2 separate regions of the Mus musculus genome follow, and region 1 is linked to region 2. A link is a contact called in public HiChIP or PLAC-seq data. All regions are on one chromosome and are shown on one strand. The core of a region is the stretch at or near the end of the contact, and the rest is flanking DNA. Distances in the headings are between cores, read along the strand shown. Region 1 overlaps Bcl11b (B cell leukemia/lymphoma 11B). Region 2 has its middle 130 kb from the start of Gm33236.

Region 1 (3,194 bases), core at 391-2,890, 420 kb after region 2:
CAGCCCATGTGACCTGTAAAGAATTTGATACCACAGCTCAGTGACCTGGGCAACCCACCTAACATCTTAGTCTGCCCCTGGTTGTGAAATTCCTTATCTATAAAGGAGCCTTGGAGGTTGGGGAGGGGGAGATAGAGAGACTCAAAGGGTTTCTGGGAGCTAGTCCTAGAGGAAGGGATGGAGGCAGCCAGGTCCAGGCATGGAGGATGTACTCACGAGCCAGCCTTTTAACCAAGGGGCATGCTACCTTCCATGGCAATAGCCCATGGAGGAAGCTAACAGCCAGTCATGAAGATGAGGCACCTCACCATGCTCACATGGCAATTCCATCTACCATGGCTCCCAAGGGGTGCAGTGGAGCCAAAGCACAAGAGTGAGGCTTACTTAACGAACACCATTGACAGGGTTTCTAGTGGAACGGAGCCCGCCCTTCCCACTCTAGCTGGCCGTGGCTCAGAATCTCTCCCTGGAGAGCGCAGAAGGAGAAATTGACACTACCTAATGCAAAATGACTTCCAAGGTGGCCGATCTAAGTCTCAGGCCCTAGAACCCTGCTCCTCCATTGAAAAGAGTTCTCTGTCTGCCAAAGCAAGGGCAGATGTCCTCCGACGTGTGCTGAGTGAGCCAGCCTGGGCTCCCCGACTTACACCTGAGTCCTGCTCAGCAAAACAACCGTAAGCACCAACAGCGTCCACTCTGACCCACACACAGCTTAGTTCATAGAAAGAAGGGAAAAGGTCTTCAATGGCTCCTCCCCCTTCAATGGCTCCTCCCCCAAAGTCCCCCTGGCTTCCTCTGTGGTATTCTCCATTATACTTCTCTCTCCCACTGCTGCTAGAGCTCAGAGGAAGAAGGCACTCCCAGCATCCTCACCTGGTCCTACTCCACCCCAGGACACTTCTGTGAGCTCAACACCCTCAGTGCTCTGCCCCCACCTGAGGGTTGCTGAGCAGTTCCAAGCGCCTTTAGCAACCTCGTGTAAGGTTCAACCACTTTAGATTCCAGTCTGAGAGTGCAAAGCCCCAGGACATAAGGCGACCTTTCAGGGATCAGAGTTCACCTCCGTCCCAGGAGCTCTGCCACAGGCACACTCAAAACACAACCCAAATACTATTCCTTTGTCTGCACCCCCAGGAAGACTAGTCTTTCATGGGCAGGAGACTGCACATAGCACACAGTAGGTACCCAAGCAATTCCAGCCGGACTCATCAGAGAGGCTGTTCAGATTCTGCAGTCAGTACCCGCCCTGCCCTGCGTGTCCGCACCACGCGGCAAGGTCTGACAATTTCTCCTAGATAAATATCTGGAAAGAAGTCGAGAAACAATTAAAACTAGGAGCTAATAAATGATGAAGAAGCCCAGGAGCCAAGTCCTGGCCCACTTCCCAGTCTTCATTCATGCATCAAAAAAGCCCCAGCGGTCCGAGGCTTTGAGAGGGCAGCTGGGCAGTGGGGCTGTCCGGTGTAATAGGAATGGGATTGTGATATGATCGAAGGTGCCCATTGATTCCCACAGCAGACACTATCTCCCGGCGCCTCCCCCGCCACCCCCCCCCCCACACACACACCGCCTGCCACATCTCCCCAGCCAAGCACCCTTCTCCAGGAACACGTGACAGATGATCTTGTAACCAGGCAACCAGGGGAAAGAAAGGTTCCCAAGTTCCTCTACACAGGCAAAGGAGGATGGTCGCCTTCTTTGCACTGTGCCTACTGGCTGCAAATATCTTTTCCAGATCTCACAAAGGAGATGGGGACAGCATTTAAACACCCTGACCCCCCCCTCCCACCCACCCTACTCCCCGTCGGTACGCACCAGGTGGGCTGACCCACTCTGCAACCGGCAGCAACCTGTCCTCCATCATCACCCAAAGCTGGCTCCCAGAGAGCTTGCAGTGTCAGGACATTGTCAGCTAACCCCCTAGCCTCCTTTCCTGACCATGCCCGGCCCCGGAAGCTAAGGCAACAGGAGAGTGTCCACCCTCAAGGTCTCTGGAAGTCTGAAGCACCCTAGGGAAATGTCCGCCTTGTCAGAGTGTATGTGGGTGTCTGGTGAAATGGGACGATATGACGAGGTCCCGAGGTTCTTACAAGTGAAACTGAGCCCTGAAGATGGCCAGAGTGCACACCTGCAACTCTAAAAGATCACGAGGCTTCTCTGGATGGAGGAGACGAGACACCTACTTTGGTACCTCACTTGCCGGGTGTTTTGGAGGTGTTCAGTCCCCACCCCTTAGAGAACAGATCCTACCATACTAACTGTGGTGCTATTGAAGCCTAGGCTAGAAGTTGTAGATAGAAAAAGAACTCACTGTGTGCTGGGCACTTCATTCAAATGTCTCTCTTATGCTGAGGATTTACTGTTGCGTTGTTCACAGTTGCAAGAACTGAGACCCCCCCCCCCCAAACCAGAGCCAGAAGAAGCCACAGGCCAGCCCTTCTGCCTCCCTGGTCCTTGGGTCCTAGGAGGAACAACCCAGCCTTTGCTCCCAATCACTGAGCTCTAAGGCACTGTCTAGACAGAAGACTGGCGACAGAACCAGAAGCGAGGAGCGGTTACGTGGGAAGAAATGGGTTCCTGGGCAGAGAACACACAGCATCAGGGACCCAGCATGGACCAAGCAGCACCCTGAAGGCTCCAGACCCAGGGGCCCCTCCTGCCAATCAGTATAAGCTACTATGCAAAGCAGGGGCCCGCGCTTTGAATTCACGGCAGAAATGTCATTTTCTCTCTCTCTAATATCCATAGTGCACCTAATAAAGAAAATGAGTGAGTGTGTGAGATGGAAAATTGGAAATAAAGTAATTTTTTTTCTTTATGTGACAAGACTCTAGCCCCTCTGTGTGTCAGGAGGTGTCGAGGGGCATTCCAGAAGGAAATGAAGACCTCGCGGGGGGGAGGGGGGGGGAGGATCACCTGCATATCTAGTGAGCTTCTTCTGGTAACACAGAGAGGCCCAGCCGCTCTCACCCCCACCCAGCCCCACACACGGAATAGGATTGTTACCACATCTATCTGGGTGTCAGTGACCACAGCCAGGGGCTGGGGAACAGTTTGGTGGAGGAGAATAGGAAGTCATCAATTTACCAGCAGCATGAAGAGACCCAGCCTCACCTAGACAGTCACGTCCCCCACCCTGGGATAGGTTGGGTCTGAGGGTCCTGCCTCCCCATCTGGAGCCCCCAGCAGGGCAC
Region 2 (3,068 bases), core at 175-2,674:
CATGAAAAAGAGCCCCATGTCCCTGGCACCGGGCCCATGCACACCTACCTCACAATAGATACCCTGAAGGAAGTGAGTGACAGAGCTGTCCCTCAAAGAGACAAAGGAGACTCTGACAGTTCTATTCCAGGATGGCACAAAGGTGGCAGGTGAGGCTATATAATCTGAAGGGCTGGGGGACCCCATCCACAATGGGGAATTAGAATATAAGACAAAGAACGTGAGTAATCAGAGGGACAGAGACAGACTGAAAAACAGACAGACGGAACTCCGGGGTCAGGCACAGTCAAGAATGCCCATGGAAGCACGCAGCACAGGTGATGGGGCCAGACAGTGTTTATCCTTCCACTTGATCATTTGTATATCCTCCCTCCCTCCATCCATCTATCCACTTGCCTGCTTGGTGAGTTCCAGAGCAGTAAGAGACCCTGTCTCAACCCAAAAAGCGGCCAGTACCAGAGGAATGGTACCTAAGGCTCTCCTATGGCCTCTGTGTATAGGGAGACCCACAGGCTGAACCTGCCTAGGGAGGTCCCTGTATCCATTTGGGAAGAGTGTCGGCAGACATTAGGTCCCAAGATGTAGCAGAGGCCAGCTCCACTGAGGGATAGGGGAGACAGCATGGTTCAATGTGGGAAAAGGTGACAAGGACCCACAGATTGCTGTGGATAGATTGTAGGAAGGGTCCTTTGCTGGTGAGCTGGAGGCACGATTCAGGCTAGAGCTAGCTTTCATGGACCCAGGTCAGGAACAATGGGATCCCATCTTCAAGCATAAATGGTATGTGCACTATCTGATAAGCTCTTTCTGGTTCCATGTCCTATTTGTAGATCAACAACTGGACAGTTGAAAGCAGTGGGGTCTGCTTTTCTGGATTCTAGAATCTCAGTCCATGTGACAGTCAGTATCCCAGGGGTTGTGTTGCCATGAGCCAGTGGGACAACCTGTGGTGGTTGCCTGGGACACCACTTGTCCTGTAGACAAATTGTAGAACTGTGCCCTGGGAAACAGGACTTCCCACAGGAACAGACCTTGTCCATGTTTTCCCAGGCTCTGTTTCTGCTGCCCTCCAGCTAGCTGGTCTGTAGCTGATCAATGGTGGTGACTGTGCACCCCAAGACAGAGGAATGAAGCCCCGTTGGCTGTTCCTTCCCACACCCCATAACCTGCAAAGATTTGCACGAGAGAACTGTCTTTTCTTTGTAGTTGTGGTCAGCGGAAAATGGAAAGAGGATACATCCTTTGGGGTTGTGGGGTGAATTATTTACAAAACATGGCTGGAGCCTCAGGTTGAGAATAGGGCTGGGCCAAGCAAGTGTGAGGGAGTCTTTTGTTCTCGCAGCTGGCCTTCCGAATTGCACGGAGCCAGCGCTGTAAATAATACCGCTATTGTTTGCCGGTGTCAGAGACAGACAGAAGGTACATTTGGCCTACATCCAAACACCGCAAGGGCCACTCATAGTCACAGTGTCCAATTACTACTGGCTTGACTATAAAATGCACTTCTTCTCTCTCTTTTTTTTTTCCTGAGCTAATTTAAGAATGGGTGGCCTTAATGGCTCCCACACAAAGAGAGGGCTCGCTGAAATGAGGGGTGGAGAGGATAAAGTTATGTTCAGACTAGTCACCAAATGGGTGTGTGGAATAGACACTGGCCAAACAGCAAGCCACTGCAATATGGAAACCTACCATTGTGTAGTGTGTGTGTGTGTGTGTGTGTGTGTGTGTGTGTGTGTGTGTGTAAATTAACCTACTCAGTTGAGAATTATCTTTAAAACTAGATTCAGGCTGTCCAAGAAGCTTTTCTCTGGACAGCTCAGGTTATATAGGGAGACACTGGAGACAGAGTGACCTCCACCTCCGTCCCCAGATATAAGGAGGAGGAGGGAAGTGATAGGGAGAGGTGAAGTCACCTTCAGGGCCCCACGAAGAGCACATTTTCCTCTTTGAGAGCTGCCAATCATCTCATGAGAGTTAACAGATGATTTACAGATGAGGGCGAACCAGGTTTCCTGGGTTCTAATGGGCCCGCAGCATCACGGAGCCAGTAACAGGTGAGCAGGCCTGGAGCATTGGTCCTTAGAGAATGCAGGGACATCAGCACCAGTTGGAGCCCTCTAAGGATGGAGAGTCTATTATTGCAGGAACATTTGCTTAGATGAAGCTTTGGAGAGTCCAGGTGACACCTCCAAATGAAGGTGAGATCTCAAAGCAGGGAGGGTCACCTCAGCCTTTGTAGGCTCCACTCTCCCTGAGACAATTGCTTCTGCTCGGATTTTCCCTCCTTGTCCCTAGAAATCCCCAGGGTTAGCATAATCCCTTTCTAGGGCTCCGCAGCTCAGTCATTTTCAATACCCAACCTTTGTCTATGGATTCACAACAAGGATGCATTCATTTGTGCTTCTGATCCAAGGCAGGTGAGGGAACGTGTTGATGCAGTCAAAAGAAGGAAGAAAAAGTGAGTCTGAACTCTTTCTCCAGTTCAGCGCTGTACCCTGAGAGGTCAGAAAACAACCCCCAGATTGACATTCCAGAACGGAAGGGCATGAACATTCCCCAGGTCTATTTGTGTCACGGGAAAATCGGAAGCGCCTTTCAGATGAATTCACTGCAAATTCCCCAGGTTTTTAAACACACGTGCTCCTGACATAGCAGAGTTAGCAATCAAAATGTTAAATTCTTGATGGCTCCCTGACAGCCACTTCCACCACCGTCCCTTTCATCTTGCAAAGTCTCACCCAGGGCTTCGTTGGGAGAAAGACCAAAAAGCCACGTCCAGGTAACGAGGAGGGATAAAAAAGGGGGAGGTTAAAAAAAAAAAGCCTGTTTCGATTTGCCGATCAGCAACCAAGAGAACACAGCACGTTGTCTGCCAAGGAAAATGAGGACATTTTTTTCCGGCCTCTTTGAATCCTGAAAAGATAACACCTTCTCTAGGAAGTGAAAAGTAATGTCTCAATTCTTAAGCAAACTTTTCAAAGAGCTGAAAGTTGGATGGTGCCAGCCCTGATCCAAGCGTATTGCAGACCTGGGAGCTGGTTGAGATCTTAGACAGCCTGTTGGGGGAG

What was found. HiChIP or PLAC-seq counts read pairs in DNA pulled down with a chosen protein or histone mark.
Region 1: a contact with region 2 is called in an H3K27ac HiChIP or PLAC-seq map of stem cell-derived neural progenitor cells, with 4 times the contacts expected there. The contact joins two enhancer-like sites. A contact is called at or near these places in 2 of 484 Hi-C or Micro-C datasets (cerebral cortex and stem cell-derived neural progenitor cells) and 3 of 115 datasets of contacts at active chromatin or transcription factors (double positive thymocytes, embryonic basal ganglia and stem cell-derived neural progenitor cells).

What each region holds. Positions count from the first base shown.
Region 1 is chr12:107,933,606-107,936,799 of GRCm38.p6, forward strand. The region is part of intron 3 of Bcl11b (B cell leukemia/lymphoma 11B); the gene reads right to left. Among named protein-coding and RNA genes, the nearest start is that of Bcl11b, 68 kb to the right of the region's middle. Within about 2 kb of position 1,641, at least 19 of the 459 cell types and tissues checked have an H3K27ac peak or open chromatin away from gene starts, as enhancers often do. A contact at or near this core is called in stem cell-derived neural progenitor cells, where this site is marked.
Region 2 is chr12:107,515,382-107,518,449 of GRCm38.p6, forward strand. No RefSeq gene overlaps it. Among named protein-coding and RNA genes, the nearest start is that of Gm33236, 130 kb to the right of the region's middle. Within about 2 kb of position 1,425, at least 50 of the 459 cell types and tissues checked have an H3K27ac peak or open chromatin away from gene starts, as enhancers often do. A contact at or near this core is called in stem cell-derived neural progenitor cells, where this site is marked.